Regions from separate parts of the Gossypium arboreum genome. Here region 2 is linked to region 1. A link is a contact called in public Hi-C data. All regions are on one chromosome and are shown on one strand. The core of a region is the stretch at or near the end of the contact, and the rest is flanking DNA. Distances in the headings are between cores, read along the strand shown.

Evidence for each region. Hi-C and Micro-C count contacts between places; a contact is called where the count stands out from the background.
Region 2: a Hi-C map of leaf shows a contact between it and region 1, with 4 times the contacts expected there. The contact joins the promoter of LOC108474189 here to the promoter of LOC108470783 in region 1. A contact is called at or near these places in 2 of 5 Hi-C or Micro-C datasets (both in leaf).

Annotation. Positions count from the first base shown.
Region 1 is chr11:95,903,830-95,907,149 of ASM2569848v2, reverse strand. It overlaps LOC108470783 (probable ADP-ribosylation factor GTPase-activating protein AGD14), which reads right to left and starts at 1,521. Exons shown (of 12, transcript XM_053021757.1): 1 at 1,124-1,521; 2 at 112-173. The coding sequence starts at 131. It overlaps LOC108470883, which reads left to right and starts at 1,646. Exons shown (of 3, transcript XM_017772387.2): 1 at 1,646-2,015. The coding sequence starts at 1,764.
Region 2 is chr11:96,325,088-96,328,407 of ASM2569848v2, reverse strand. LOC108474189 reads left to right here and starts at 1,584. Exons shown (of 4, transcript XM_017776116.2): 1 at 1,584-2,148; 2 at 2,281-2,336; 3 at 2,426-3,320. The coding sequence starts at 2,480.

The DNA.
Region 1 (3,320 bases), core at 272-2,771:
GTATACAACTGATAAAGTTACATACTACCAAATACGTAAAGCTTCACAAAAGTGACTATTATTTATATGGGAAAATTGTGGATGCTTGAGAAACTAAAAGAAAATACTCACTGGATCCCACTGCAAGCCATGCAAACGAAAGTCCAAAAGTTTGTGCAAACATACTGAGGACCCTGAAATGATAGAACCAAAAATTAATATCAGATAAATGGAGGACATTAAAATGGAAAAAAAATAAAAAAAGTTCAACACTGGATGCTCGAATAAAGTTAATTTAATCCATTCAAGTAATCCTGAAGAACCGGGTTAGCCTGATTTGAGCAGGAAAAAAAGGGTAAAAACTTGGAAGTTGAAATCTGTTAGTCTAAGTTAATTATAAAATGAAACGAAAAAGCAAATTTCAACACTCTTTTTAAAACATCTTATTTACCATCTTGACATTCATTACTAATAGTTGCGTTGTATTCATGAAATTCGAGAAACTCATTTTAAGAAACATTTTCTATAACCTCAAATCCACCTTCGTTTTTTTTCTTTTTTTCCTTTTTTTTTTTACACTTTCCCAGACTCCAAACAGAACTTGACTCACAACAATCAGCTAAAGTCATTTCTTACAAAATTAACCCCCCCCCCAAAAAAAAAAAAACACATTTCTAAAACCATTTACATAACCAGAAATCTCTATCCATTCTGCTTAACTCATCAACTAAAAACTAACTCTTCCAAGAGACTTTAAGTAACAAAAAAGAACAAATTTCAGAACCCATCTCTTTTTTTCATTTTTCCCAGGCTTTGCCAGCATCCCTAGCACACCTTAACTATGAAACCTCCCCCCGACCCCACCTCACCACCTCATAAAATAAAATTTAAAAGAAAAGCTTGAAAAAAATTACCACGCCGTTACAGTTAATGCAACGACGATTAGGAGGCAGCTTCATGAGACCTCTTATTATCTTTTCGTTTCTTTCTTCTTCTTTTCTACTTCCCATTTCTCAATATAAGAAAATAATGATCTTCCAAAATTTAAAAAAAAAACCTCAAACAAACCCTAAAAAGCTTCAAAAAAACAATAATAAAAACCCAGCATGAATATTTTTTTGGTCGAAACCAAGGTAACCATCACCGATATCACCGGTAACAGTGACTATTCCCCTTGCTCTTCTAAGAGATATACGGCTGAACATAAAATATGCAGCATCCCCGATACTTTATTTTGCAGCATGCATCGGGGGAAACTGGAAATTTTAGAGGTTTGATTTTTGGGGGAATTTTTATTGTTTTTCCAAAAGAAAAAGGAAATGTTGATTGTTTTATACTCAGTTGTCTGTGATTGGGACAAGAACGCTCCGTGCCTTTCATTTTTTTTTTAATCAAAAATATTATTAAAAATATGAAAATTTTAAATTTAAATAATTTTATAACACATATTGGATGGAATGGATATATTGCTCCTTCCACCAGATACAGGTGGAAGAAGAAATTTTATATTGGAAATATATTTCAAAAAATTTAGTCAGAGGATGTGGTGAAGATTTATTTATGTATTTAAATATAATTTTGAATAACTTTTTTAATATAGTTATTATCAATCAATTAAGCAACGGTCGCTAGGATCGGCTTAACAAACAATCATCCAACGGCCGAAATAAAACCTCAGCTTTTCTCTTTTATCTGTCTGTCTGTCACCCACCCTATTCTGCCCTCTTCCTACATCTCCCTCTCTCTTTGTACCTCTTCGCATTCTCAAGATAGTTTCTTCTCCCATGGCTACTCTCATTAAGACGCTGCCGTTTAAGTCCCCTCCTCCTCTAACTCCACCTGCTACAACCTTTTCTTTAAACTCTTCGAAGCCCTTCCATGTCTGCTTCAAACAAAGACTTCCTCCTTCAAGCCGTCCCCTCCGCTTCAGCTTCACTCCCTCTCTTCGCTTCCTCAACTTGGTTCCTTTTGCTTCCACTGGAGGTGAAACTGACACTATTCATACCCAACAACAAGTTCAAGAACCCCAAATTGAGGTAACTTACAATGGCTCCCATTTTTTTCTGGGTGTGAATTTCTTGGCCTAGTTTATACGTTTATGTTATATTTCTTGAAAAATTGATAATATCATGTATGGATATTTGAACTTAACGTTGAAGCTTGCTAGAAATGAGCAAAAAGATGGTAACTTGCTAATGTATATAATTTAGCTGTATCGAGGAATTTTCTTATCGAAAATCTTCAGTTCTTTGTAGCTTTATCGATTGGATATGCTTCACCAACTATAGACAGCCACTTTTCCTACATTTAGTAGTTATCATGAGCATTGTTAAGTTGTCCTACGTTTATTGTCCCACACCATGTTCAAATAGATATAAGACATAGTTTATCGAATGTTGGGGCAATCAACATTTTTTTTTCTTTTTGTGGCTACTCGACACGGTATTGGCTAATGTCGTTCACTTTAGCATTTTCCGATTACCATTTACTAAATAGTTTAATGCACGGAAGCTTTTTGATATTTCTTGGCTATCATAGCTTTTCTATGATTAGGATTTAGGAGTGTTTAGAGGGATTTTTAATGGAATCCAATCAAATTATTTTAAAATTCACATGAAGGAGCAAATGAGCAATTTGTGTGGATTGAAAGGAATCAGTGAAACCTAGCAATGAACTAGGAGATTGTTCTCTTTTAGGCCATGGGGGTGAGGTCAAGCTGAAACTGATGAAGATTTGGTTGAAGGGAATCAGGACTTGAGTTTTAAGTGCATTGGTCTTTGTAACAATTATTGTGTAGTTTCTAGGCTTCTAGGCATGTTATATCCTGAATTTACAGTGGCCAACTTTATACTTGGTTCAATGCTATTCATCTTGAAAGTGAAACGTGGTGTGATAGAAATTTATAGCCAAATTTGGTGGTTGGCTCCTTTCTGGAGATGAATGTAACCTATCTTCAGTTGTTTGTGCCATAATGTCACAACTGAACTTTGATATATTAATTTCCTATTCCTATGTTGCCTATGCATATCTTTAGAAAACACTTATTACTTTGAACGCTTTGATGATAAGCTGTTTATTCTGTCCCCCTTGTAACCATATTACTTTGCTGTTACAATATCTTTATGTCTTGCAACTATAGGTTTCTATGTTAGGAAGTGTTAATTGATCTTCTATCCTTCGGGTTTTCTTTCTTTTCCTGGACTTTGTATTTACTTGTCTGGTAGAGAGTCTAAATACTTTGTCTCATAAAGCCTTAGTCTTTAACTTCTTTTCTTCCACACAAACAGAATATAATTGAGGTGTAGTCAGTTGGAATACTTTTCATTAAATGAGAACCAACG
Region 2 (3,320 bases), core at 335-2,834, 420 kb before region 1:
GCTCACTCTAAAATTATAAAATTTAATTTAATTATTTAAAATTATAAAAATATAAACTATTAAAAATTAAAATTTCGTTTCGTTCCTTTTAAAAAAATTATAGCTTATTCCCAGATTTCGTAGCTATAAATCAACTTTTTTGTTTATAGTAAATCATTTTAAAACCCATGGAAAAAATAGCTAATTACCATCATCCGCCTTAAGCCATTTATCACTTTGATTAAAACCCATTATTTAAGCTAAATGTGTGTACATATATGATGGATTATTTAATTTCTTACAGAAATATCATGGCCTCTGTTTTTGATAATTGAATGAAAAGGCTTGTATATCTTCTATAGCTGTCCCAGTTTTCTTTATTGCTTTCACTCATCGACTTGACAAATCGATTTGGGACTGTAAATCTCCATTTTTGCAAGCAGCCCATTCTATCTTAAGATCTCCCCATTGTTTTGGCCCTTTCTCACTCTTCTCCATGTAATCATTTCATTTTCATATATATATATATATAATGTTAGCAATCCAAAAAAAAAAAAAAAAGATAAATGTACTCTGTTTTTGACATTACAAACTTCTTGAGCAGAAACTGAAGCATAGTAGCATAGAAACAGAGCTGAAACGATGAGAAAAACTGGGACGAAAATGGGTTCAGCTTAAACCCAAACAGAGCGATTCATGGATAAAGTTAAAGCATCAGAAGATAGTGGTTCATGTGCAGCATTTGGAGTGCCAATAAAACCTTGAAAAGGGTTGTAACTAGAAGGAAAGACCAATTTCACAAGAAGCATCTCTCTATCAGTGATAAGATTACAGGAACAAGAGATGCGGAGGTTCCAGATATGGCAGCTCAAGCCTAGAGGAGAAAAATCATGTGGATCTGGCTTTACAATTCTTTCTGCTTATGTTAAGACTTCCTTATTCAAAACTGTACATGGATCATTAGTTTTAGCTAATGTTAATAGAGAATGAACCTCAGGAAACTTACCCTTTAGCTATAAATGTGAACTAAAACATTTTCCAGGTTGTGTTTCATCTTCACTAATGGATGAGAAAACACTCATTTGCCATCTCAGAAAATAAAAAATAAACATCAAATAATAATAAAATTAATTAAAAAATAGATTTACTTTTTCCCCAAGTCCAACCATATTTAAAAAAGGTAAATCCGAACTCAACCTAATCAATCCATATTTAATTTTCTTAGATTAATTTTTGTTTAAAATAAATTTTAAAAAATATAATACATTAAATACACTAAAACGTTAAAATAAAAGTTTTTTAACACATTAAAAAGTATTAATATTAAAAAATTATCATAAATATAATAAATGTTCTATTATATTAAAAATACAAATAAATATAATAAATATTTTATTGTATTAAATATAATTTTAAAATTTATATTTTAAGTTGAATTATTTAATTGAATAAATTATTATATTAAATATATAAAATTATTATTTAATTTAATATATTCAAATCGAATAAGACTAAATTCAGGAAAAAATCTTTTATACGGCTCAAGTCATATTGAAAATACATTTTTAATTTTAATCAAACTCATTTTTCGAGTTGTATATTTTATCAAAACTTTGTCAGTTTTCGAACAAATCTTTCCACCAAGAGGAATAATCTGACTCATAAGCAGGTGTAATATATTTTAAATTAAAAATTAAGGTTCCTGCAGCTTAGGGTTGAATCATCGGAAATTGGAAAGATTGATTGAGCGAGGTTGTGATGTAGAGGGTGGATCTCTCGCTAAAACGCCTTGTGATCTCCCCAAAAAATTTGGCGAGAAAAACCCAAATAAAAAAAATGGCATCTATGTCCTTTTAGGACAGCTGTCAAACAAATACAGGATTCTTTTTATATATATTGGCATAGATTAATAGAAACATTCTTCTCTTTCTTTTTCAATCATTCTCTTGTTTTATGCCACCCATGTCTCCTTCGGCTTTTAATGCAATACAGAAACTATTTCTACTTCATAGCTCTTTTGCTAATCCCAAAATGTAGGCAAAAAGAACACAGGATTTCATTTGCTTCCTCTTTTATTAATGATCTCTTTGTATTTAACCCATTTTAAAATATCCCATTCTGCTTCAATTTTCAACCTTCAGAAGCCTTGGGGTTTCTGAATTTTCCCAGGTATTATTGGCTGTTTGATCCTTTCTTCCAAATTTATAATTTGAGGATTTTGAGCTTTTCTTAGAATTCCTTCTTTTATTTTAATTTAATTAGCAATTCACCACTCAAAAACTCCCCATTGTTGCCTTTCAGGTATTGGGTTGATCTTCTATTGCTTGGTCTCTCTTTCATTTAATTGTACCCCTAAGGTGAGTTTACAGTTAAATTTTCTGATGAATTTATTTGCTTTGCATACATTTTGTTGTTTTGTTTCTAATTTTAACTTATTTTTAAACAGATTGGAAATTGAGAATAAATAGGTTTTTACATAGAGAGAGAGAGAGAGAGAGAGATGGCGCGTGGAAAATTGGAATTTGGAGTTAGAGTTTGGAAATTTATGGTGGTATCAGTTAAAACAAGTTATAGATTGGTTTGGAATCATCCAATATTTGTTGGTTTGGTTGGTTTTATTATATATTTGTATAGATCTTTTCCTTTCATGTTTTCAGTTTTGGTGACTGCATCTCCTGTTTTGGTTTGCACTGCTGTTTTGCTTGGTCTTCTTTTGAGTTTTGGGTCACCAAACATACCCGAAATAGATGAAAAGGAAAAAGAAAAAGAAGAGAAAATTAGTCATAAAGTTTCACCATTGAAAACTGGAGCCACAGAAGGAAATTATGTAGTTGAGAGAGATGTTGATCATGGTGATTTTGTTGTAGAAAGACATGTAGGTAAGAGGAGGGGTATAGTAGAGAATGCTTATGGGAAAGTTAGTTTGGCTGATAATGAGGTTAGTGAAGTTGAGGAAGACGATAGTTCCATTTCTTATAAGATGTTAGTTGATGAGCGTACGGGTATTGATTGCGACAATGGAGTCATTCAGGGAATGTCAAATGATTTGTTATCCCAGAAGAGGGAAATTCTGCCGGATATGCTGGGGAGTGAAGATGTATTTAGTAAGAGGGAGCCTGTGGCAGATGGGGTACGTGATAGGAATCTTGAAGTGGACCATATTAAATTTGCAGGAGCTTTCAGTGATGTACTAAAGGGTGATGAATTGGAATCTTCTCTCATGTCATCTTGGAAACACGATGTGGCCAACGAGGATGATGATGATGATAAATATTTGGATTCTGGTTCTGATGGCACTGAGAATTCCTATCCTGATGTTTCGGTGACAGATATAATCCCGG